Linked DNA regions of Mus musculus: all the other regions are linked to region 6. The links are chromatin contacts, called in public HiChIP or PLAC-seq and promoter capture Hi-C maps. All regions are on one chromosome and are shown on one strand. Each heading gives the region's core, a stretch centred on a gene start, on an enhancer-like site or on the middle of the called end of the contact. The rest is flanking DNA. Distances are from core to core; before and after follow the strand shown. Region 1 holds the start of Ece2 (endothelin converting enzyme 2). Region 2 holds the start of Chrd (chordin). Region 3 holds the start of Fam131a (family with sequence similarity 131, member A). Region 4 holds the start of Dvl3 (dishevelled segment polarity protein 3). Region 5 holds the start of Cebpd (CCAAT/enhancer binding protein (C/EBP), delta). Region 6 holds the start of Trmt2a (TRM2 tRNA methyltransferase 2A). Region 7 holds the start of Eif2b5 (eukaryotic translation initiation factor 2B, subunit 5 epsilon).

Region 1 (3,226 bases), core at 516-3,015, 2.4 Mb before region 6:
TCATAGCGATCCATCTGTCTCTACCTCCTGTGCTGGGGTTAAAGGTGCACACCACTCAGGGAGACGGAAAGAGCAAATTGTGGCTTTCCCTCCTGTCTGTGGATACCCTCAAAGGAGCCCCTGTTATTCTGCCCCATCTAGCCCACCTCCAGTTACTAAGCTTTCCTGCTCTCTGCATACCCTCCCTCAAGAGCTTCACAGAATGACCCACCTAATTCTGAACTTGTGAATATTTATTGAGTACCTACTAAGTGCTGGACCATGTGTCAGACAGGAAGCTTTCGATTGACAGTCTTCACTCACCAAGTAGGTGCTTCAGTATGGCCTGGTTCTGGTCCCAGAGGCTGTTGAAGGTGTTCCAGCGAGAACGTCCATTGGGTAGAGGGTTTCTTCGAATCCAGCCTCCACAGGAGAACTGGTAAAAGTCCTGACAGGGGCTCACCCCACGGTCTAGAGACTCCAGGATTTTTCCAGCTACTCGAATGCAGGCTTCTGTGACGCAGGTGCTATGGGCTGGGTCTGTGGCAAGAGACATGGCAGAAGGCAGGAGACTATCAATCGGGGTGGAAGAAGCAAAACCTTTTGAGAAGCCGATGACAGCAGGAAGTTGGAAAGGCTAGCCCCAAAAAGAAAAATATTGAGAGGACTTTCAGGTTTTGGCCCCCCTTAGCTGTGAGGGCTGCCAACAGGTGTGAACCCACCTACCTCTGTGGACCCACAGAGCCACGAGGCAGCCCAAAAGAAGGGCAGCCAACACTAGAATGAGGCCTGCCAAGACCAGCTCCAACTGTGTGTGTGAACCAAACAGTTGTCTTGTCCTCTTCTGGAATCCCACCTGGGGAACACAGGACAGGCGCAATTGAGTTGCATCGCAAGGACCCAATATCGCAGAAGTCCTCCCAGAAAATAAAGATATGAAGAAGGTACAGCCAGTTTCCAGAGTGATGGAGCAAATAGCGAGTGGGGGTTAACTTCGGGCCCAAAAGCAAAGAGGCAGGTGGAGCCTGTTTTGTGCAACGTCATGGCTTTGAAATGCCTCACTACAGTCCTGGCGCAGAGGCCAGAGATGGAGTGGAAACCAGGACAAGCGACCCACTAGAACAGCCACATGGTTACTGCAGGCAGGCATCATGCCAAAGGTGAGGCCTGATGAGAAAAGGGGAACCCCTTTGCCCACCTCCAGTGAGTCCCGGGTGGCCCTGCCTTCAACTGTAATCTCTGGTGATTCTTCATCCCGAAGCTTAGCACGTTTGTACTCCACCATCTGCAAACAGTTCGGAGCACCAACTGAGGTTGGGCAGCTAGGCCTTCTGCCCAAGGCCCTGCTCGGGTGTCCCTCGCTGGACCGGCTTCCTCCTTTCATGCACAGAGGGACCTTCCCCGGGTGTCAGACTCTCAGACTAGGGTCCCCTCTGACACCATCCCTCTCCAACCCGCAGAAGAAGCGCCATCACCGAGGCAAGCCGGGGTCCCAGCCAGACGCTGCCAGTTCACTCACACCCGCCCCTCCACACTTTGTGCCCTCTCCACCCGGGTCCTCTCCCCTGGAGTCCAGGGCCATCACTCACACTGCCTCCGCCACCCAACTCGTGCAGCGCGACGTTCATGGTGGAGTGGAGCAAGGCCGGGCCGCGCCTTAGGGCTGGGCGAGGTTGACCCGCCCAGGAACTACGGCCCAGGCCACCCGCTGAACCCCGCCGCTGCCCTCCATCACAGTCACTGCTGCAGCCCCTGGCTTGGCCGCGGCGGCCCGGCTTTCTCAGGTCTCCCCGACCCAGCGGCGCGCCCGGGGGTGGGAGCGAGGGGGAGGGGCGGAGCGCGCGCGGCTCCCCGCCAGCATCCGCGCCCAGACCACGTTCCGCGCAACCGCTGCTCTCCATCAAGCCTGAGAGCCCCTCAGGCAAGCCACCCATAATTTGCTTCCATTTGGTTGAGGCCCAATCATTGCTAATTTTTTTTTTTAACCCGGACTTTCCAAATTTCAGGCCTTCAATACTTTTAAACACCATAGAGGAGTTATGTCCCAGAGAGGAACCCCTTTACCTAGCAGAATGTCTGCAGGGTCTTTTTTTTTTTTTTTTTTTTTTACAGCAGGAAACCACAGGCAGTTCACCTCTATACAGGTGTCCATAGGATATCTACAACAGCACAAGGCTCCAAGCACAAAGAAACTCTAAAGCAACTATTCTGAATTTTCACAATGTATATACAGAAAAGCCCACTGTCATTGGGGATACACACAAGCACATACCAAGTGTTACGGCAGCATGCACTATACACACAGCTCACACTAATGCCGCTCTTACACATTGCTTCAAGATGGCACTTTCACTCTCCAAGATAATTGCCGTCATCGGATCATCTCATAAAGGGAGGGTTACAGATGGTGACAAATTGGCAGGGAAAAAAACAGCCATGCACAGATATTTAAAGAAAAGACATGCTAACACTTCCAACTCAGGAAGGCAAGCGATTTTATTTGGGAGGTTTACAAGAGGGAAAAAAAAAATCACCAAGCAATATTTAACTGAAACGCAACAGTGTGGTATCCATGCATCACCATCTGCCTTCCATATTGTCATTCCTTAAACAGGCAGGCGAGTGTTACAGTCTGTTGCGCCAAGGAGTGCCTCATGTTTTTTACAGTGCTGCGGAGGGAACGGGGACACCAAAGCATTGCCTCCTCTTCCTCTCCCTAACCAGGAGAATACCAAACCGTGATCTGAGGCAGCCTTAAGTAGTGAGTGGCAATGGATACTCATTTATTGATTCACACCTAAGTTCTCAGACATCTTATTGCAAGTGGTGCTAGCGTGGGCTATTCTTGAGACTGAGAAACGATGCAAGATGAATGGATTTGGCTGAGAAGTGCTAGACTGCTTTCTTAGGAACTGTTCCATCCCCAAATTGCATGTTCTCAAACAAGACAGAGCACAGTGTCACTGTTAGGATGAACAATTCTGGGTTTAGACTCAGTTTCCCCATCTGTAAAATGGAAATAAGAGTAGTATTTAGGCAGTGGTGGCACACTCCTTTAATTCTAGCACTGGGGAGGCAGAGGCAGTTGGATCTCTGAGTTCAAGGCCAGCCTGGCCTACAAAGTGAGTTTCAGAGGACCCAAGGGTACACAGAGAAACCCTGTCTCAAAACAAACAACAGCAAAAAAAAAAAAAAAAGGTATCTAGCTCAACTTGTGTTTCCGTAATTAAAAAGAACAGTAACTGCA
Region 2 (2,931 bases), core at 361-2,860, 2.5 Mb before region 6:
AGGATGTTGCCTGTGGGATCTGTGAAACGAACCCTGCTGGGACGGTCCAGCCTGTGAAGAGAGGTCCAGTGAGACTGGATCTATAGCCTACAGGCTCCTCTTTATTGCCCCCTTTACTACTCCTAGTCCTTGCCCTTTTCCCGGTCTCACCGCTGGTAGGAGACAGAGAAGCGTAAACTTGAGCGCAGCAAAGAGACTCGAGCACGAGCTACCGCCTGCGACCTCGGTCCTGTCAGCAGCGCCACAAAGTCTTCGAGAAGAGAAGATGGCCTGAGCACTGTCAAGCCTTGCCGCGGGACTCAAACTTCATCAGGCCCACCTCCACCCCAGCCTACCTGTGTGGCCATCAGCACGGGTCCGCTCCCCAACGCCGGGTTCCCCTCGATCACTGTAACTGCGATGCTCTGGATCCCTTGGATACTCGAAGACCAGGCCAGCGGGCTGTGGATCTAGATTGCTGCGCTCTGCATCCGGGGTAAGGAATAAGACGGCTGGCTTCAGAAAGGTACCAGGAGGACCAGTCCTCCTCCGCGATGCAAGTCGTACAGGACCTAGTGTAGAGCCTTCCACCCTCCTAACTCCGGGCACAGCGGGCCTCACCCTGCGGGCAGGTCTGGCAGCAGTGTCCTGGCAGCTGGCGCGGCTGCCTGCAGGCCAGGGTGGGGCACTGAGGTTTGATGTTCTTGCAGCTGACCCTGCCAGGACCCCTCCCACGGCGAGCCCACTGAGGCTGATGGCAGAGAACATAGGAAAATTAAGGGAATGAAACCATCAGACCCCAGGGCTGCAGACAGTCAATTCTGCTATTTACAAGTTACATGGCCCGTCCAAAGTTTCTTAACTTCTCTGAGCCTCGGCGTCCCTGTCTGCAAAGTAGAACTAATAATGTCATTTATCTAGCAATACTGTAACGGGAGGGGGGAAGTTGGCTAAAAGCCAGTCACATTGTGGGCGATCAATAACTGTCAACACCGCAGACTTGAAAGCGGTTTCCTCCGATTTGCGGACCAGCCTTCCCCTGAGCATCTCCGAGTCTACTACTTAGGACACCAGCGTTCCGCTACCCTCTAGAGTAGGGCAGGCAGCTGCGTTATCCACTCACCGCTTCACAGGCGCACAGCACGCAGCGCATCACCCCAAAAGGCTCCCCCAGGTCCGGGTGCCACGTCTCGTCCAAGGCATAGACCTTCCCGCCGAAGGAGCAGCCTGCGGGGACGGGCTTGGCTGGCGGCCGCTGTCCGGTTGCTCGTGCCGTAATGCCTGCTCCGGGCTCTGCCCGCCAGGCCCATGGTCCCTTGGCACCGTGCACCTCGCCGCCTCTGCTTTCCCCTCCCACCCTCCCGCTGCGCGAAGCCACCTGCGCCCGGGGCCCTCTCCCTGTGGATGTAGACTTGCCAGGAGTCAGACTCCCCTCCCGCACCTCCCCCTGGAGCCCACCTACCTGCCGCTCCCCGGACAGGCAGCGGCTCCTTCTCGGAACGGATGGGCAGTGCTGGGGGCTCAGGGCCAGTGCCACTGGCCGGCCGCGAGCCGAGCAGCAGCAGCCCGAGGAGCAGCCGCGGGGCCGGCGGGGCCGGGAGGCTCGGCATGACGCGGAGCAGACAGCTGGGGAGGCGGGCGGGAGGAGGGAGCAGGAGAGGGAGTAGGGCCGGACCGGAGGCGGGCCGGCAGGAGGGGGCCGGGGCCAGGAGGGGGGCAGTGGCGAGGGGCTCGTCTCACAGTCGCCTGGTCGGCTCCCGGCCGGGCGGGGCGGGAGAGAGCGGGCGGAGGGGCGCTGACCCGGGCCGTACTCCACTTTAGTGCCCTAGGCGCCGGCTCTGGCCCGTTTTATGCCCGCGCCAGGCGTCCGGGCCCGGGGCCTCCTCTTCAGCAAACGGGGCGCGGCGGCGGCTCCACAAGGAGCCCGGCTGAGCCCGGGGGGTCCGGCCCAGCAGCAGCGGCCGGATCGCGAGTGGGGGAGGGGGACAGGCTGGGACCCGGCAGGGGAGGAGGGAGGGACTGGAGGAGGGGGGAGCGGAGTGGGTAGGGGGAAGGGAGGAACTAGGGGGCGCAAAGAGGGAGAGGAGAGGCGGGCCTCGACACCCCCACACACGCTCCTTGCGACCACCCCTGGAGGTGGTGTCCACCCCAAGACCAGAGGCTCAGGCTAGTGAAGGGCAGAGGCTGAGCCTCGGGCCTGTGGCACTCTTGAACGAGATGGGCCGCTGGAGGATGAGGACTTGTCTTTGAAAATGACACCGATCCACCCCTACCTAGGACCCACAGCACCCCCTTCCTTTCACTCTGGCTGTATTCCTATTTCCCTTCTAAGGTCTCTCCTCTTTCTTCACTTCCCAGGGACAGGAACCTAGCCTGTGCTTCCCAGAATCAAGCAGTGCTTCCCTGAGTGGAGTCATAATTCACCAGCACCCCAACCTGCTCTCAAGTCCATCCAACTACCACCTCTGGCTCTCTCATGCTTTTCCTTCATCCAAGAGATGACCCTCTTCCTCTCCAGCTCAGTCCCCACCTCCTTTGTCCTGCTTTTCTAGACAAGCCTCCCCATCCTACACACACACACACACACACACACACACACACACACACACACACACGCGCGCGCGCGCGCGCGCGCGCGCGCACCGTTCTTCCCACTATCCCAGCACTAGGCTTCCTAATCTTAGAAGGCATCTCTTATTCAACTGGAGAATTCCGGGATCCAGGCCATACGCCTCAGTAGATAGCCCATCCTCTCTGAGGCGCAGAGAAAGCCTGAGGAAGACAAGGGAGAGAGGACAGGGTCAGGCCACAAGGTCCCTGAGGACAGAGACTGTGGGGAGACAGGGACTGGGGAGAAAGCACAGGAGCTAGAGCCAGGGCCAAAGGAAGAGAGGAGCCAGCAAAGAGGTATTTGTGGGGGAGGCTCGGCAGCTGTCCTTCCTAAGACAGGGA
Region 3 (2,979 bases), core at 292-2,791, 2.4 Mb before region 6:
CTCCGGAGGAAGCAGGAGATGGCAGGGTCAGAGTTAAATCCATATGGACTCCTAACTCCATCCTGTACCTGACTTAACGGTCCCTTGATAAGCCCCAGCAAATGTTTTCCTATGCTGAATATAACTGAAGCACACACCCCCTTCCCAGCATTACCTAATTCTCCTCCATTATGGTTGGTTCCAATTGGCACAAGCGGCCTCCACCTGCCCCTTGACCTCAGGCCCATCCTCCGTCCCTCTCCTTCAGTACCTGACTGACAGGGCCTCCAGATTGGCGCCGATAGCCTCTGGCCAGGCCTGTGGGAAGGGGAACCTGGCGGGTGTTTCCTGGCCGGCTCTCCCTCCCTCCCCTCTCTTCCCCCAGCCGGGGCCATCCATGCCCAGCGACGCTCCGCGCAGCTGCGGCCCTGGCCCAAAGAAAAAGGTGTATATCTCCCTGGCAACCCATCACCATGCAACAGGGTCTCCCGGGATACGGCCTGGGATGCGCTGACGTCAGCACCGAAGGCGCTAGCAAGCCAGCCCGCTGGCACCACGCCGAGCAGAGCAGACCGGCGCGGGGGCGGCCTGCCGGATAGCGCCTCCGCTAGCAGGAAAAAAGAGCCCGAAGCAGGATGGTGAGGCAGGAACGGGGAGGGGTCACACGAACCCTCAATGTGAACGCCACCCCCACCCCCACCCCCCGCCGCCAAACATGCACAGAAAAGGCGCAGCACCTCTGGCAAGTCCTGGCTGTCCACGGAAGAAGGACGGGGGGACCGACTCCAGCCTCGGAGAGTTCGAGCAGATCCCAGGGAGGACAGAGAGAGACCTCGAGGGAGTTCGATCCACTCCACAGCCCAGGCAGGGTCCGAAGCCACTGAGGAGTCGGGAGGGAACGGTGTTCATCTGCATTCCCACTTCTACCAAGACTGCCATTTTCACCGTGCTGCCGTGTCATTTTTTATTACCCCTCCCCCATCTCGCAGACAATCTGAGTTCACGCACATAACTCTCCTGAAACCCCCTATCCCACAACTGACTGTGGCATCCCTAAGGACACCTTCCTCTACAACTATTTTGCCATCAGAACTTACGTTACTCATACCCAAATATGAGTAACCCCTGACCTCTCCGCCCGCATCTCAACCCTTGAAAAGTGCATGAAATTTGCCCACCAGCACTGGCCCCCTCTCACTCTCCTTCTCCCCAGGATTCTTTCCTCTCACCAATCTCAACTGGGCTATCACTCCCAACAAACCCATGATTTTTCTAAGTTTCACCCTTGTAAGTCATTACCTAATGGCCCCAACCCGAGTCTCTCCCTTTCAGTCTGCTTCCCAATATCTAAACCAGAGAGAGTTTCCTCTCCACACCTGGTGTTCCTTTTTGCTCAGTTTCCCATCGCTTCCCAGATCACATCCATGATCTCTGCTCTCACCTCTGCGACTTGTCTGACAAGTCCATCGTCCTCCAGGCCCTTCGCGCTGCCACAGAAACATTTTGCCCAGCACAGAAATCATAGGCATGCTGGCTGTGTTGATGCAGAGAGCCCAAAGCCTGAACTGCTTCAGGCCCAGCTCCCAGTTCTATTCTTGTTTTGGCTCCGGATGCTGAGCCAGTCCCCTCCCCACTTGGAACTTATGCCTAGTCACATAAGGAGAACACTCCTGTCTCATAGCTTTGAGGAAGTGGGAGTGCCAGGGACCTCGCCAAGTTCTCTGGCTTGTGGGGCTGAGGCTCATCTTAGCTTACACAGTGCCAACTGGCCACGTACATCACAACTAACCTTTTAGCTGGAGCAGACGTCTCTGTCCCTGGGCCTCAGCCAGTTGGTGGTCCCCAGAAATGCTACCAACCAGAAAGAAAACAGGTTACTGGCTATGCCAGACGCCTACCTGGTACTCAAGGCCAGTCCTGAGGTCAGTCACACTCTTCCCTGACTACAGGAGAGGATGACTTCCTGAACTCCGTGCAGACCAGGAGTCAGAGCGCCCTGCCACTTCTTCTTTTTTTTTTTTTTTCGAGACAGGGTTTCTCTGTGTAGCCCTGGCTGTCCTGGAACTCACTTTGTAGACCAGGCTGGCCTCAGAAATCCACCTGCCTCTGCCTCCAGAGTGCTGGGACTAAAGGCGTGCGCCACCACGCCCGGCTGCCTTGCCACTTCTTAAATTCATAACCCACGAGGTTATTTCTGGGACTACAAATCCCAGAATTTAAGGGAAGTCCACATTTCAGCCAGAGTTTACTTGTAAAAGACCTCAAACATCAACCATACTAATGCTTTGTGTGATTGACCACCTGCTTGGAGATCCCAGGACCCATTCCGAACTAATTCCTTGACACAGGAGGTAGGCTGGCTGACCTAGAGCTAAAGTGCTTCTCTCCTCACCCCACCGCCCCCGACCACATACATGTTTTCATGGAAAAGAAGGCCTGAGCAGGGCTCAGCGGCTATAGGAAGACCTGGACTTTTTCTGCTCGGAATAAGTGTGATTTGTTTTGTTTGTTTGTTTTGTTTTGTTTGGGGGGGGGGTAATAGGAATAAAATTATCTGTGAGCGTGAGAGGTTATCAATTTGCTCACAGATGCTCCACCTGGGGCTTCCGACCCTTTAATCAACCAGCTGGGAGACGCTCTGAGCAAGTGTTAGGCAAAAACTAGCGTTCGGTGGGGTACTTGGCCAGCATTTGCAAACTGACTCCTGAGGATGAGAGCACCCAGGTAGGAGAGGCAGGTTCACAGCAAAGAGCCACTCCTAAGACACTGAGATCAGAGAGGTAGGTGTAGGCAATGAAGTATGTATATACAAAAGGCTAGTTGCCTGGAGCCCGGGAAGGTGGGGGCCGCAGGTTGGCCTGCGGCTCCCAGGCTGTGCCCCCGCAGCCACTCTCAGCAGCAGGAATACAGGCAAAAGGCAGAAGGTGAGTACACCACGGAAAATCCCAGTAGCAGGCAGGCCACAGGAACAAGTCAGAGTCGGCTAGCCCCCTCGCCGTA
Region 4 (2,984 bases), core at 48-2,547, 2.3 Mb before region 6:
TCTCCATAGCCTCTAGGCCGACCGTCCAGTTAATGTAGGCAAGCCTCAGCCCCTTGGAGAGGGGTGTGTGTGTGTGTGTGTGTGTGTGTGTGTGTGTGTGTCTTCCCCCTCCACCCCCCTCTCAGGCCAGCTGCTACAAAACCCTCAGGCTCCAACATTCCAACCTCTCTTAAAGGGGCAGTCCCAGCTTCCAAACTGCCCATCAAAAGCCCTGCAGCAGGGTAGGGAGGGGAAGACAAGAGAGAACATCAATAGGCCCTTCCTAGTCTTCCCATCCAGGCTCTGAAGCCCTATGCAACATCTCTGCTGGGACTACCATCAGGAAAGAAAAGGCCCCAGCACCTGGCTAGTGAGAACTCCTCTGAGTCAGGCAACACCCCATCGGCCCAGGGGAGAGGGGAATCTGCTTGACAAACATCAGGTCCATCATCCAGCCTGGTAGAACAGCCCCCAACGCCTCCTTCTCCAGTTCAAAGTCCCACCAGCTACAGCCCTAGATACAGCACACTCCAAATAAGGCTCTGAGTTGCAGAGCTCAGAAGACCGGGAAGGCAGGCCGGGTGTCAATATACTCCAACTTTATGCTTAAATGGTGGCACCTGGAAGGACTGAGAATTCTGGCTTTGGACTGGAGTGGAAAGGATGTATGTCTCTGGGGGGGGCCGCTGGACCGTGGGGAGGTGAGGGGGCTTGAATGGTAGGAACCGATTGCTTAGGGAGGGACGTCTCGCTGGACCAGGGGGGCAAGGCCTCCAAGAGGTGACTGGGAGTCCCTCAAAGTCAAGTGTGTCCCAAGTCACCGAGTCGCTCCCTTGCTGGAAGCGGGGCTAGAAACCAGTGCAGTCAGGGGAGTCGGAACTGGCTGTGTTGGCCCCTAGCAGCGGAGCGACCCGGGCTCCCGGGAGGCGGGGCGGGGGCCATCCTCACCCAAAATCGTCGTCCATAGACTTGAAGAAGAACTTATAGCTGGGCCGCTGCAGAACGCCCTTAAAGTCCGCCAAGGTGACGCGCTCGGCGGGCAGGGGCAGCTTCACCAGGTACGGCGTCTCCTGGCCGTCCAGGTGGTAGATGATCTTGGTCTCGCCCATGGCTCCGGCCTCGGCCCCGCGGCGCGCGGCCTGCTTGGGCAGCGGGGCCGGGCCTCTCCGGCAGAGCTCGGCGCTCGGCGCGGCCCGCTGCTCAGCCCCACTCAGCCGCCGGCCGGGCCGCCAGCTCCCTTGTTCTCCGGCCGCTCCCGGGTCCCAGCGCCGCCCGCCACCGCTTCCGCTCCCCACTCCCGGCGCTCCGCTGGCGATCGCGACTCTTCCGGTGGCCTGGGCCCTCCCGGCTCTGGGCCGAGCCCAGTGCGGCCCCGCCCCGCCTCCGAGCCGCGCTGGCTGCTTGCGGCCGACTGCCCGCCCACCCACAGGGCGGCGCTGGGTCCCCTGTGCTCCGGGTTCAGGCAGCTGGACCTGGAAGTCTCAGCCCGGTGGGACTGGCGGAACCGTGTGCAGGGTCCCGGGCAGGAGGGGAGGGATGGAAGAGAAGTGTCACCGACTGCAGAAGAGAATGGATTTGAAGACCTAACTGGATCCCTGGATGCCGGGTGGCTTCAACTCGGATTTTTGGATTCTGCTGACAGCACAGTTGCTGCCACCGGACCGTACTGAGTTCCTTGAGGGCTGAGCAAGTTCAAGTTTTTATCCCTATAATCTCAGCGTCTCTATGAACAAGTAGTTTGAGAAATGGACTGAGTGGGTGTGGTAGCGCTTACCTTTAATTCCAGCACTCAGGAGAGAGAGGCAGGTGTCTTTCAGTGAGTTTAAGCCAGCCTGGCCTACAGAGAGCTTCAGGACAGCAGGACTATGGAGGGAACTCCTCTCTTAGAGAGAGGGAGAAATACAGAGAAGAAAAAGAAAGAAAGAAAGAAAGGAAAAGAAGAGGAAAAAAAGGACAAAAGAAAGAGAAAAGAAAAAATTTGAGTTAAGAAAGAATGCAAGCAGCCAGGTGTGGTGGAACATTACTTTAGTCCAAACACTGGATAGGTAGGCAAATCTCTGAGTTGGAGGCCAGCCAGTCTACAGAGCAAGTTCCAGAACAGCCAGGGCTAAACAGAGAAACCCTGTATGATTGGGACAGTAGATGTCAAAACTACCTATAGTCAGTTGGTGGTTCAGCTTCTCAGCTGTAACAATGTATGTCAGGTGTGGCTTTGAAACTCCTGACAATTCTCCTGCCTCAAGCTTCTGAGTTCTCTCTCTGATTACATGCCTGCATTTCAGTCACCTCTTCTGCCCAGAAACCTCTTCACATTACCCAATATGACTTTCATATACCCTCAACATGACACACAAGGCCCTTAATAATCTGACATCTATATACCTCTCTAGACTTTTTCTCATTACATCATAACCAATTTTTTTATTATAAGCAGAAAGCATTCAGTAGCAGTTACATGTTTTCAGTTTATATCCTTCATTTAATCTTTTTCTCCAAATAATGTCTGTGCATAAATAAAATGCATTAAAACTTTTCAAGGTTTGTTTTTACCCCCTGCACAGATTATAGGTATCTGAGATGACCAGGAGAGGGTGTCAGTCTCTTGGAATTAGAGTCACAGGAGCTGGAGAGAGAACTAAGTGGTTAAGACCTCTTCCAGAGGTCCTGAGTTCAATTCCCAGCAACCACATGGTGGCTAACAACCATCTGTAATGGGATCTAATGCCCTCTTCTGGTATGTCTGAAGACAGTGATGTCTGAAGACAGTGACAATATATATCTTAAAAAAAAAAGTTTCGGGAAGCTGTGATCCACCTGCTGAGATGCCAGACACTAAACTCTGTAGGAACAGCAAGCCCTCTTAACTGTTGAGCTGTTTCTCCCGCCCTAATATTAAAAACAGAGTCCAGGATGACCCTGAATTTTCTACTCTCCTGCCTGTACACTCCTGGAGTGGCTGGGGTTACAGGCATGTGATGCCTGGCTTATTTCTTGATTTACACATT
Region 5 (3,187 bases), core at 422-2,921, 2.4 Mb after region 6:
GATCAGGGAAGGGGTTGGAACAACCAGTATCTTAGTAGAAAGGCACATAGCTTTGGGGGGGGGGGGGGTTAAGCCCGCAAACATTACAATTACTGGCTTTTGGGGCTGCCCTTTTTATATACTAGGATATTAATTTGTACTGGTACACATTTTTAAATCTACACGTTGTCCCTAGATTGAGGAAAGTAGAGGCAACGAGGAATCAAGTTTCAGACTCCCAGCTCTCTTCCACCCCCTCACCCTTCGGCAACCACCTAAAAGTTAGGCCAACTGTTCTCCGCCCCAGGTCAGCCTACTCTGGGATCACACACATGAATTAGTCATGCTTTCCCGTGTTCCTTCCGCGGGCAATAGAGACCGCGAGGAAACGCGTCCATCTCCTTACCCCGTGTGGGCAACGCACCTGGTCGGGTGGCTCCCAGGTGCTTGCTTTTCCCTGGTGAAGTCTCAGTATGTTGTGTGCGGGAGAGAATGAACATAGGAAGCTGCAGCGATTTAAATGCTTCTTTATTCTTACAAATACTGTAAAAATGAATATAAAAAGCATGCGCAGTCTCTTCCTCTTATCTACAAAAGTCTGTCGGAAATGTCTTTTCTACAAATGTACCTTAGCTGCAATGGTAATAAGACGTAGAAAATGCTACCATTATAAAAAATAATTTAAGGGGAAAGATTAATATAGCTTCTCTCGCAGTCCAGTGCCCAAGCTGCAGCTTCCTGTCGCTCGCAGGTCCCAAAGAAACTAGCGATTCGGGCGGCGTCTGCTCCCCGCTGTCGGGGTCTGAGGTATAGGTCGTTCAGAGTCTCAAAGGCCCACGCCGCGCGTTACCGGCAGTCGGCGCCGGTGGGCGGCAGGAAAGGCGGGCTGGGCAGTTTTTTGAAGAACTGCCGGAGGCCAGCCAGGTCCCGGGTGAGCTGCTCCACGCGCTGATGCAGCTTCTCGTTCTCGGCCGACAACTCCACCAGCTTCTGCTGCATCTCCTGGTTGCGGCGCTTGGCCTTGTCGCGGCTCTTGCGCACAGCGATGTTGTTGCGCTCGCGCCGCTGCCGGTACTCCGGGCTGCCGCGGTCCGGACCCCTCTTGCCCGCGCCCTTTTCTCGGACTGTGCCGGGCGCGAGGCTCGGCCCCGGGCTGCCTCGAGGAGGCTCCGGCGAAGTGGGTGGAGTGGGCTGAGCCGCGGCCGCCAAGCTCACCACTGTCTGCGCGCACACCGCCACTTGCGCCGGCAGCAGGGAGCCCGGCGCGTCGCCGTCGCCCCAGTCGGGTTCGCGCTTGAGCGGCCCCCTAGCGACAGACCCCACACCCGGGGGTCGCGTAGGGCCGCCCTGCAGCAGCTCCAGGCCGCCCGCGCCGGCCGCTTTGTGGTTGCTGTTGAAGAGGTCGGCGAAGAGTTCGTCGTGGCACAGCTCTAGGGTGGGCACGGCGGCCATGGAGTCAATGTAGGCGCTGAAGTCGATGGCGCTCTCGTCGTCGTACATGGCAGGAGTCGTGGAGCCCAGCTCCCCCAGATCCCCTGGCTCGGGCCCTCGGCCGGGCTTGTCCACCCTGCCTGGCTCGTAGAAGGCCGCGGGTTCTGTGGGCCAGGGTGTGCCGCGCACCGGGCTGTCCAGGCTGAAAAGCGCGGCGCTCATGGCGGCGTCGGCCGGACCTGGCGTCCAAGTTGGGCTGTCACCTCGCCGGGCCGGACCGCCGCCTTTTCTAGCCCCAGCTGACGCGCACGCCCCGCCCCGGCCCCAGTGGGTCGGAGACCGGAGCGGGGAGGGACTGGGGTGCTGCTGGGAACGACCCGCCCTCTGCCCGCACTCCTTGCCTTCCCTCCTTCCTGTTTGTGCGGTTTGGACCTACTTAGCCGTCCAAGCCTGGAGCGAAATGAAAATCTGGATTTGGCCCCGACACGCGCAAAGCAGGACGCCTTCAGACATAGCAAAGGCGGAACAGGGATCAAGGCTCCGCAGCTCGAGTCCTGGCACCTCCGCCACGAGACCAGAACTAGTGAACCGTGGTTCGCGGACCCGGGCCTCAGCCTCCGGCGGTCCAGAGTGAGCGCAGCCAGTGGGAGCCTCCTGAAATTCGAACCCTCTCCAGCTACACCTCTCGGAGTGCCCAGGCCCAGCTGCCGTCGAGGTTAGGTTCAGCAACAGAGCCTGATAGACGGACAGATCAACCGGGCTCCCCGCTGACCACAAAGCCAACGGAAGAGTGATGGCCACCCTAACCGCGGTGCGTTTCTCCGCACCTGACAGCGGATCTTGGGTGCTCTGGCATTTCTTCTTGGTTATTAAAGCTGTGCCACCTGGTGGTAGCATAGCATCTTGCTGTTTCTTTTTCTTGCAAATTGTACCCAAAAGGGATATTATTCTGAAATTGTGGCTTGCTGAGAGAAAGCTAAGATTTACATCAGTACTCACAAAGAGGTGTTAAGTTGCCAGCTCTTCAAAATTCGTGAAAAGATGAAGAGAAATTTCAACCCCAGCTACTCAAACCTGATAGGCTAGGTGGGTAGTTGAACCCCAGGAGTTCAAGTGCCTGATGGCCTGTCTCAAGCAAAAGTCAAGAAAATCATCTGTCCAAATTCAGATGTGTCCCTCATATCCCTCCCCTAATTCATTCCGATTCACCAGGTGTTCTGACAACAAACATCAGCTGATTTACACAGAGCAGCCTAGCTCCTACCTTCAGTTCCTGAGGAAAATCCTAATGAGGGGCTGTGGAATATTTAATGGCTTTTTTTGGAAAAAAAAGGTAAACACAGCCTTGGAATTTCATAATGATCAGTGATGTTTATAAATGGCATATGATGTTGCTATTGTAACTAATTGCCTCTGGGGTTAAAGCCAGCGCACATGTGATATGCATGCACAGGAAAACCCTAGGAGACGTTCGTGGTTCTTAGCCCTGGATGCCATAGAAGCATGATTAGAGAACACGTGTTTATCCCTCAGAGAGACCACATTCCGAGGCTGTTTTCAGTGAGACAACATGCTTGTTTTGATACCTGGGTCCACTCACTACGTTTATGAAAAGTTGTGTTTACAAGACAGCGGGGCCAATTAGAATGTCTCAGAAGGACAGGCTACCGTGGCCACTATTGGGCCGCACCTGAAAGCTCTGTGTATTCAGAAACCCGCCAACCAGTGCGTACTTTTCAATTTTCCAGAAATGGAGAAAGGCAACATGACAGAACAA
Region 6 (3,338 bases), core at 464-2,963:
ATCCCCATACACACAGAATGGGATTTCTCTGACCTGCTGGGGTGATGGCTTGACCCCCTCCAGGGGGCAACAAGCTTTATTGTGCTGTTGTCTCTGTAAAAGCAGCCAGGGTAGCAGGGCACGATTAGTGTTCCCAATTTCTCTGCAGGATGAAATACATCATGGTTGGATTTAACACTGTTCCCCATCCATACTGGGCAATTCATTTGCGACCTCACTATCCCTCTGTTGTGGGCCTTATGAGTTCTTTCGTTGACCACTTCAGACTGGTGGTTCTCAACCTTCCTAATGGTGCCTGTGATCCTGTAATCATGTTGTGATCCCCGACCATAACATTTTTTAATTTTGTAGTTGTAATCTGCTAATGTTGTGAATCATGATGTAAATGTGTTTTCTGATGGTCTTAGGCAACCCCTCTGAAAGTCTGGTGACCCACTGGTTCCCACCAATGGTACAGAACCATTGACATAAACTCTGTGTGTATCTTGAATTGCTTACATGGCTAATGGACCAGGCCAAGAGCAAAACCCAGCTCTGCTTGGGATGTCAGCACCACACTCACTTGGCCAGTTTCTGTAGCACCCGCTCACATTCCAGTCGCTTCTGCTCCAGCTGCTCAGTGTAGGGCACTGTCCACAGAGGGGTCACCACATCGGCAATTTGTGTTACTGATGGCTCACTATCACCTTCTTGCCGCCTCTTCCTAGCCATGGGGTCAGCCTTGGGTCGGGCCAGGCGTACGCTGAGCGGACAGCCTTTCCAGAGAGCACCGTGCAGCACTCGCAAGGCCTTGTCTCGTTCAGCAGCGCTTCGGAATGTTACAAAGGCACATGGTGGCTGTCCAAAGAGTTTGATTTTGTGGGACTGTAGACCAAAACGGCCTAGAAAACGCCGGACGTCACTGAAGCTGGCGTGGCGAGGTACATTTTGGAGCTCCAGTTTAAAGATTTCTGATGTGAACAAGTCATCCCTTATGTAGCTGTAGAGCCCAGGCTGCGTTCCAGGCCCTGCAGCTGGCCCAGGCCCTGCTTCCTCTTTTTGACATAGTGGGGCCGCAGAGCTGGGTACAGCACTGGCATCCTGGCCGCAGTCCTCCATGGGCTCCGGAACCTACGTGGGAACAGACGGGCCTGGCTGAAGGCTCTAATTGGTATGACTCGCTCCCCCAAACCGCTGACAGATCTCCATTAGTGCACACTCCACGAAGCCCTGGAGAAACCCGTTCTTTTACTCTCGAGACCCAATTCTCCCCCATCCTATCTTTGATCCGACAGTAATGACTGCTGCCCCAACCCACCTCCGCCCACCCCGTCCACATCTCCTGCACGTCTCCCTTTGCTTTACTTCCGCGGCCGGCTCACTCATCTCCTGGCTCGTCTGTTGCCCGGACCAGGGTGCTCACGAGGACCACCGGCTCGGCCTCCCACCCAACAAGGGCGCAGATACGAGGTACGCCGCCGTGAAGGTAGACCGCAGCTCCACACAGGGACTCAAAACTCGGGTGCTCAGAGCTGGGACTGAGGTTTGCGGATGCACTGTCCCCAAGGGCCACACGCTGCGCCTGCCTTCGGCTGGCCAGCGCACACTAGCTGCGTCTCCTCTCTCTAAGGGCTTGGTTCCGATGACGTCACCGCCGCGCGCCGAGTCCCGACTGATCCTTCCAGCAGCCGCTCACGCCAGCGTCGGAGGCACTCAGCCTGCAGGCGGAAGTGCGCGCGTGGGTCGCCGGGAGAGCGCGCTCCCCGGGCTGAGGCGCGGCCGGGCATGCGCCGCGGGCGTTTTGGCGGGAAGCGCGGGGCGGGCCGGACAATGAATGTCCGCTGTCGGAGCCAATAAAGCTACACTGGTTTTGAATCACTGCGCGTTTCCCGCCGCTGGGGTCAGGGGTCAGGGTTCGGGTCGGGGGGCGGAGGGAAGAGCGGACGGGCGGGAGCGCCGGCGCCAGACGCGGAGGAAAGGAGCTGCGACTAGCCGCCCAGAGGCCGCCGAGCCAGCGACGCCTGAGCTAGTCGAGCCACCGTCGCCGCGCCCCCATGGCGGCCGCCAAGGTACAGCGAGGCCCGGGTGGGGCAGGGCAGCCGGAGAGGCAAGGGCCGCTATGGGCGGCCACGTGGGCGGCCCGCGCCTCGGCCTCCAACCCTCGCTGGCTTGCGGGTTCGGGGCCTGTCGAGGCGCCTGGGCCTGGGGTGCTCGAGGTCTTTGGGGGTCCGCGAGTGGGAGCTGCTGGCCAAGACTCCGATCTCGGGGTCTACAGGGCGGCGCGTGACCTTGTGGTCTGCGGATGAACAGCCATGCCCAAACTGGGCTCCCGGCTTCACCTGGGGACCTGGAGGTGGCCGATCTCCTCCGTCGTGGCCCACTTGTGATCTTCCCATTAGGGGCGGCAATCCTCCTTCCAGTTGCACGCAGACCCCTTCATTCATTAGGACATTGCGCCTTCGGTGGGGAAAGCTCGCGTCCCAGCGCAGGGTACAGATATTAGACGCGCGGACTCTGGGCGGGGGCGGCTTTGTTGGTGGCTCGTGTGTCGGCCGCAGCTTAGCCGCAGTGCTGAGAAACCGAACGAAAGGTTTCTGTTTCTTTATCCTGTTGAGTTAGGTAGTGAGTCTGGGATTTCTCTATATTATCAAAGCACGTGATCTTGTCAGATTTAAACATGCATGTCCTTGTAATTCTCCAAGTTGAGTCAGAATCTTAGAGCTTATTTGTCATACTTTTCCTAGCTTCTTTCGGCTTAAAATTTCAAGCTTGGGTATTATTGCTGGAGGGATTGTAAACTAACAAGTGCTTGGATAACCCTCAGTAAAAACTGTTACGGCTGCTCTTCCTTTTGAGTATATCATGTTCTTTTTCATGGTGGGTATTTTTTTTTTTAACAGAAGAGGAAGTTTCTCCCAAGCTACTTTGCCAAGGACTTGGGTGTGTGTAACCCATTGATGTTTGAGTGTGTAGGAGTGTCAAAATACACAGTCTTGTTTCATGATATCCTGTGATTTTTTTTTTTTTTTTTGTGATGCTGGTTGTAAATACAATCAGATGATGTGAAAGATAAAACCAAAGGCTTAATTTCCAATTTGGGGAGGCATTTTCCAGATGCCATTTGTGATTGATGATGCCCATTGTGGACCGAGTCCACCAGCCAGCAACATCACTCTACCTTCTCTACACAGGACAGTCACGAGGACCATGATACTTCCACAGAGAATGCAGATGAGTCCAACCACGACCCCCAGTTCGAGCCAATAGTTTCTCTTCCCGAGCAAGAAATTAAAACGCTGGAGGAAGATGAAGAGGAACTTTTTAAGATGTAAGTCTGTTAAGGGGTCCTGGAAGTATCT
Region 7 (3,346 bases), core at 658-3,157, 2.2 Mb before region 6:
GCCTAGTTGGCTATCACTGGAAAGAGAGGCCCATTGGACTTGCAAACTTTATATGCCCCAGTACAGGGGAACGCCAGGGCCAAAAAGTGGGAGTGGGTGGGTAGGGAAGTGGGGGGCAGGGTATGGAGGACTTTTGGGATAGCATTGGAAATGTAATTGAGGAAAATACGTAATAAAAAATATATATTAAAAAAAGAAAGAAAGACTCAAAATCACAGGCAAGCCTTTAATTTTGGTCCCTGGGACCTCAAGGCAAAGGAAGCTGCAGCAGTTTACCTCGGGACACGTGACGAGAACACTAAACCTCACAGGAGCTCAGAACAGATTCAGTGTTCTCCTCCTCACATCAACTCTATCCTGGAAGAACTGAAAAAAGACGGAGAATCCTGGAAAGGAAAAATTATGAAGCCTTACTGTAAGTGTTCTTTGATCTGAGCAGCTTTCCAGCAGCAAAAGACAAATGTTTCCTGTACACCCGTGGCAGTCAGGAACTCCAGAGTATAGTCAATTAGCGCAACGTTGGCCAGGGGCAAGAGGACCTATAGGGCAGGAAAGAAAAAGTCTGAGATCTTCAAGTCAGGATTATACTTTGGTATACTTTGGTTTGCAGACACTATAATCGACTTTATCCTTTTATTCTAAAGCAAACAGGCTCTAAGGGTCAGTCTAAGGCTCTGGAATTTGAGCCTAGTAGGCATGGTATCAGACACAAACATGTTCTAGGAGCCCAGTGCTGGCATTAAGGACAAATGTTGGCCCTAAGTCATAGCTCTAGAACTCTAAGCACTAAGGTCTTCTTCATAGAATTTCCTTCTATTGTTCTATTGCCACTAAGAGTCACAGAAATCATTCAAACACTTGTCAAAAATGAACAGTCGTTAGCCTTAGGAATTCTTTTTTTTTTTTTTTTTTTTTTGTGGTTTTTTGAGACAGGGTTTCTCTGTATAGTCCTGGCTGTCCTGGACCTCACTTTGTAGACCAGGCTGGCCTCGAACTCAGAAATCCGCCTGCCTCTGCCTCCCGAGTGCTGGGATTAAAGGCGTGCGCCACCACGCCCGGCTATTAGGAATTCTTAAGTCAAAGGCAAATCCCTATTTGAATGAACTATGGATTGCTGAGCGACCCAGTAGTCTGCAAGCGCAATGCCTATTTCCTATGTCTAGGTAATTCCTAGACTGATGGCAACCCACTGGGGTCCCCTTTCAGCAGATGGGAGGAAAACAGCCTGCTGAGAGCTAGCCTTTTTTCCTTTAGGAATATATTACCATTGCCTTTATCTAAAGCAATTTCTTTAAATTGCCCATGTCCTGCAAGGTTAAAGACAGTGGAGGCCCCTCTTGTGCTACTAAATCCCCCGGGGAAGCCTTCTTTCAAGCATTGATTCTACACACAGCCCTCTCCATCCTTCCCAAGGCTGGGTGTATAGCCCTGCGAGAATCCATGTGTGCTAGTTACTCATCTGATCGGACAGCCTCCGAGGTTTCAGTCGGTCTCTCCACCTTTTCCTAACCAGATAAGCTCAACTTGAGGGTAACTTCCAGAGCACGCTTCACTAACCAGCTGCAGTGGCAACCTGCGGCCCCGCTACCCTCGAGGCCGGCAGACTGCTCGCGAGCCGGGTGCTCACCCGAGGCTGGTCCTTGGAGATGGGGAAGAAGCGGCGGTTGAAGCTATCGGCCACTAGAACTGCCTGGAGGGGCGGCGGCGGCTCCTCCTCCGCACCTTGGGTTCCCCCGCCGCCCGAGCCGCCGCCGCCGCGTTTGCTCGCTCGGCCGGCCGCAGCGCCAGGCACCGCCGCAGTGGCTGCCATCTTGCTTCGCAGCCAGCACGTCCGCCGGGAAGTCACACGGCACGCAGTAGGGGACAAAAAGGACTCACAGTCAAAACGCGAAGGTGTAGTTGCAGGGAGAGAAAGAGGAAGGAATGCGCATGTGTGTACCAGCAGACCCCACCCACCCCGTGCAAGACCAGGGCGTGGCTGACCGCAGTAGGTGCTACTGGGAGGTGTATGCACCCCAGAGGGGTGAGATCCCACCGTTGTCTACTTAGTCAGTGAGTGCTGTTGGATTGGACAAGCTAAGAAGGCAGCGAGCTGGATAGGCTTGTGATCGCTGGGCAGGAGCCTACAGCTCCTCTGCCCAGAGTAGGATAAAATTTGTAGTTCTCAGGGATTGGAGAGATCACTCAACAGTTAAGAGCACTTACTGCTCTTGCAGAGGATCCACGTTCTGCGCCTGGCGCTCACGTGGTAGCAAGCAACTATTCACAATTGCAATTCCAGGGTGTCCGACACACTTTCGACCGGGCACTGGATGCCTGTGGAAAACACTCATCCACATAAATCTAAATATAAAATGAAGCTCCCCACTTGCAGTCTAGTAATCTAAGGGGATCTGGCATCTTTGGGAGGGAAACCACGATCTGCACAAATACTGGACATGGAGGCAGGCTGTAGATTTTTACTGAACACACACCTATTATGGGTGCTCCCTCCCCCCTTGCCAGAAATACGACCTAGAGCGACAGGCATTTCTTAAACCCTCAAATCGGAACCAAGGGAGCACGCCCAACTAGTGAGTGGAAAAACTGCTGCTGGAGCTCATCTGACTCCCATGGTTCTGAAAGAGTAGTAAACTCAGTGCTCCAAGGTATGCTAATCATAAAACAGATAGCGACATTCCTCCACCCACCGGCTTCCTGGGTTCAAAGAGTGTTAATTCAAAGAAAGTCACCCTGACCCACTCTGACCATTGCTGGAACCTGCAATGCAAATGTGCTATCGTTAGGGGCTCTTAGAAACTGTCTTGAGAGTTAACAATTACCAGGTATTCCTTGTGACACCTGTGACTCTGTACTTCCTTGTGACTCTTAACTGGTATTTTTGGTATTTTCCAACAACGCCCTTCCCACCTCCTTGAGTTGTGGTTCCTTCCTTTAAATACCCCCTTATCCAGCTACTCGGGGCGCCACAGTCCTCTACCCCTGCGTGGTGTATGACCGTGGGCCCGAGAGCGCTCTTGAATAAAAATCCTCTTGCAATTTGCAGCAAGACCGTTTCTCGTTGGTGATTTTGGGGTGTCGCCTCTCCTGAGTCAGAACGTGGGGGAGTCCTCACGTTGTGGGTCTTTCAGTTCCACAAGCGTTATCCCAGATGAGGCTGGATCTAAGAGCAGGAGTAAACTGGGTAGGACTGGGGCGTAGTAGCAAGCTTTTCAGGCTAGACTGAAGTGGAGCAGCAGGTTTTGGTAAAAGAAGCCGTGGCCGCAGTTTATAAATCAAGCTTAAGGCGGAGGAAGCAATGGCACGCAGGCTGGGCGTAATTCTGTCAAGCCAAAAATTCCAGTAA

What was found. Promoter capture Hi-C pulls out the DNA fragments that hold promoters and counts their contacts. HiChIP or PLAC-seq counts read pairs in DNA pulled down with a chosen protein or histone mark. Capture Hi-C pulls out chosen DNA fragments and counts their contacts.
Region 1: a promoter capture Hi-C map of liver shows a contact between it and region 6, with 8 times the contacts expected there. The contact joins the promoter of Ece2 here to the promoter of Trmt2a in region 6. A contact is called at or near these places in 7 of 39 promoter capture datasets (cranial neural crest, hippocampal neurons, liver and 3 more), 1 of 115 datasets of contacts at active chromatin or transcription factors (embryonic forebrain) and 2 of 9 other capture datasets (adipose tissue and liver).
Region 2: a promoter capture Hi-C map of hippocampal neurons shows a contact between it and region 6, with 7 times the contacts expected there. The contact joins the promoter of Chrd here to the promoter of Trmt2a in region 6. A contact is called at or near these places in 2 of 39 promoter capture datasets (hippocampal neurons and liver) and 2 of 9 other capture datasets (adipose tissue and liver).
Region 3: a contact with region 6 is called in an H3K27ac HiChIP or PLAC-seq map of extraembryonic endoderm stem cells, with 16 times the contacts expected there. The contact joins the promoter of Fam131a here to the promoter of Trmt2a in region 6. A contact is called at or near these places in 7 of 39 promoter capture datasets (the C10 cell line, cranial neural crest, frontonasal cranial neural crest and 4 more), 1 of 484 Hi-C or Micro-C datasets (embryonic stem cells), 6 of 115 datasets of contacts at active chromatin or transcription factors (differentiating embryonic stem cells, embryonic forebrain, embryonic stem cells and 3 more) and 1 of 9 other capture datasets (liver).
Region 4: a contact with region 6 is called in an H3K4me3 HiChIP or PLAC-seq map of pro-B cells, with 6 times the contacts expected there. The contact joins the promoter of Dvl3 here to the promoter of Trmt2a in region 6. A contact is called at or near these places in 6 of 39 promoter capture datasets (the C10 cell line, cranial neural crest, frontonasal cranial neural crest and 3 more), 4 of 115 datasets of contacts at active chromatin or transcription factors (astrocytes, embryonic hindbrain, large pre-B cells and 1 more) and 2 of 9 other capture datasets (adipose tissue and liver).
Region 5: a promoter capture Hi-C map of adipose tissue shows a contact between it and region 6, with 2.4 times the contacts expected there. The contact joins the promoter of Cebpd here to the promoter of Trmt2a in region 6. A contact is called at or near these places in 1 of 39 promoter capture datasets (liver) and 2 of 9 other capture datasets (adipose tissue and liver).
Region 7: a promoter capture Hi-C map of pre-B cells shows a contact between it and region 6, with 13 times the contacts expected there. The contact joins the promoter of Eif2b5 here to the promoter of Trmt2a in region 6. A contact is called at or near these places in 4 of 39 promoter capture datasets (the C10 cell line, hippocampal neurons, liver and 1 more), 2 of 115 datasets of contacts at active chromatin or transcription factors (astrocytes and large pre-B cells) and 2 of 9 other capture datasets (adipose tissue and liver).

What each region holds. Positions count from the first base shown.
Region 1 is chr16:20,628,390-20,631,615 of GRCm38.p6, reverse strand. It overlaps Ece2 (endothelin converting enzyme 2), which reads right to left and starts at 1,765. Exons shown (of 19, transcript NM_139293.2): 1 at 1,569-1,765; 2 at 1,178-1,264; 3 at 706-835; 4 at 304-519. The coding sequence starts at 1,607. Eef1akmt4-ece2 (Eef1akmt4-Ece2 readthrough) reads right to left here. Exons shown (of 20, transcript NM_177941.1): 3 at 1,178-1,264; 4 at 706-835; 5 at 304-519.
Region 2 is chr16:20,731,806-20,734,736 of GRCm38.p6, reverse strand. It overlaps Chrd (chordin), which reads right to left and starts at 1,610. Exons shown (of 23, transcript NM_009893.2): 1 at 1,442-1,610; 2 at 1,103-1,206; 3 at 601-730; 4 at 336-464; 5 at 151-250; 6 at 1-51. The coding sequence starts at 1,589. It also overlaps a transcript of Thpo not described here.
Region 3 is chr16:20,693,619-20,696,597 of GRCm38.p6, reverse strand. Fam131a (family with sequence similarity 131, member A) reads right to left here and starts at 1,541. Exons shown (of 6, transcript NM_133778.2): 1 at 1,421-1,541; 2 at 717-859. The coding sequence starts at 1,508.
Region 4 is chr16:20,515,299-20,518,282 of GRCm38.p6, reverse strand. Dvl3 (dishevelled segment polarity protein 3) reads right to left here and starts at 1,297. Exons shown (of 15, transcript NM_007889.3): 1 at 928-1,297. The coding sequence starts at 1,088. It overlaps Gm16618 (predicted gene, 16618), which reads left to right and starts at 503. Exons shown (of 3, transcript NR_167658.1): 1 at 503-644.
Region 5 is chr16:15,885,770-15,888,956 of GRCm38.p6, reverse strand. Cebpd (CCAAT/enhancer binding protein (C/EBP), delta) reads right to left here and starts at 1,671. Exons shown (of 1, transcript NM_007679.4): 1 at 1-1,671. The coding sequence starts at 1,632. The coding sequence ends at 826.
Region 6 is chr16:18,247,258-18,250,595 of GRCm38.p6, reverse strand. Trmt2a (TRM2 tRNA methyltransferase 2A) reads right to left here and starts at 1,713. Exons shown (of 12, transcript NM_001080999.2): 1 at 1,345-1,713; 2 at 563-1,110; 3 at 34-142. The coding sequence starts at 1,365. It overlaps Ranbp1 (RAN binding protein 1), which reads left to right and starts at 1,902. Exons shown (of 6, transcript NM_011239.2): 1 at 1,902-2,048; 2 at 3,171-3,307. The coding sequence starts at 2,034.
Region 7 is chr16:20,497,378-20,500,723 of GRCm38.p6, reverse strand. Eif2b5 (eukaryotic translation initiation factor 2B, subunit 5 epsilon) reads right to left here and starts at 1,907. Exons shown (of 16, transcript NM_172265.2): 1 at 1,628-1,907; 2 at 415-539. The coding sequence starts at 1,810.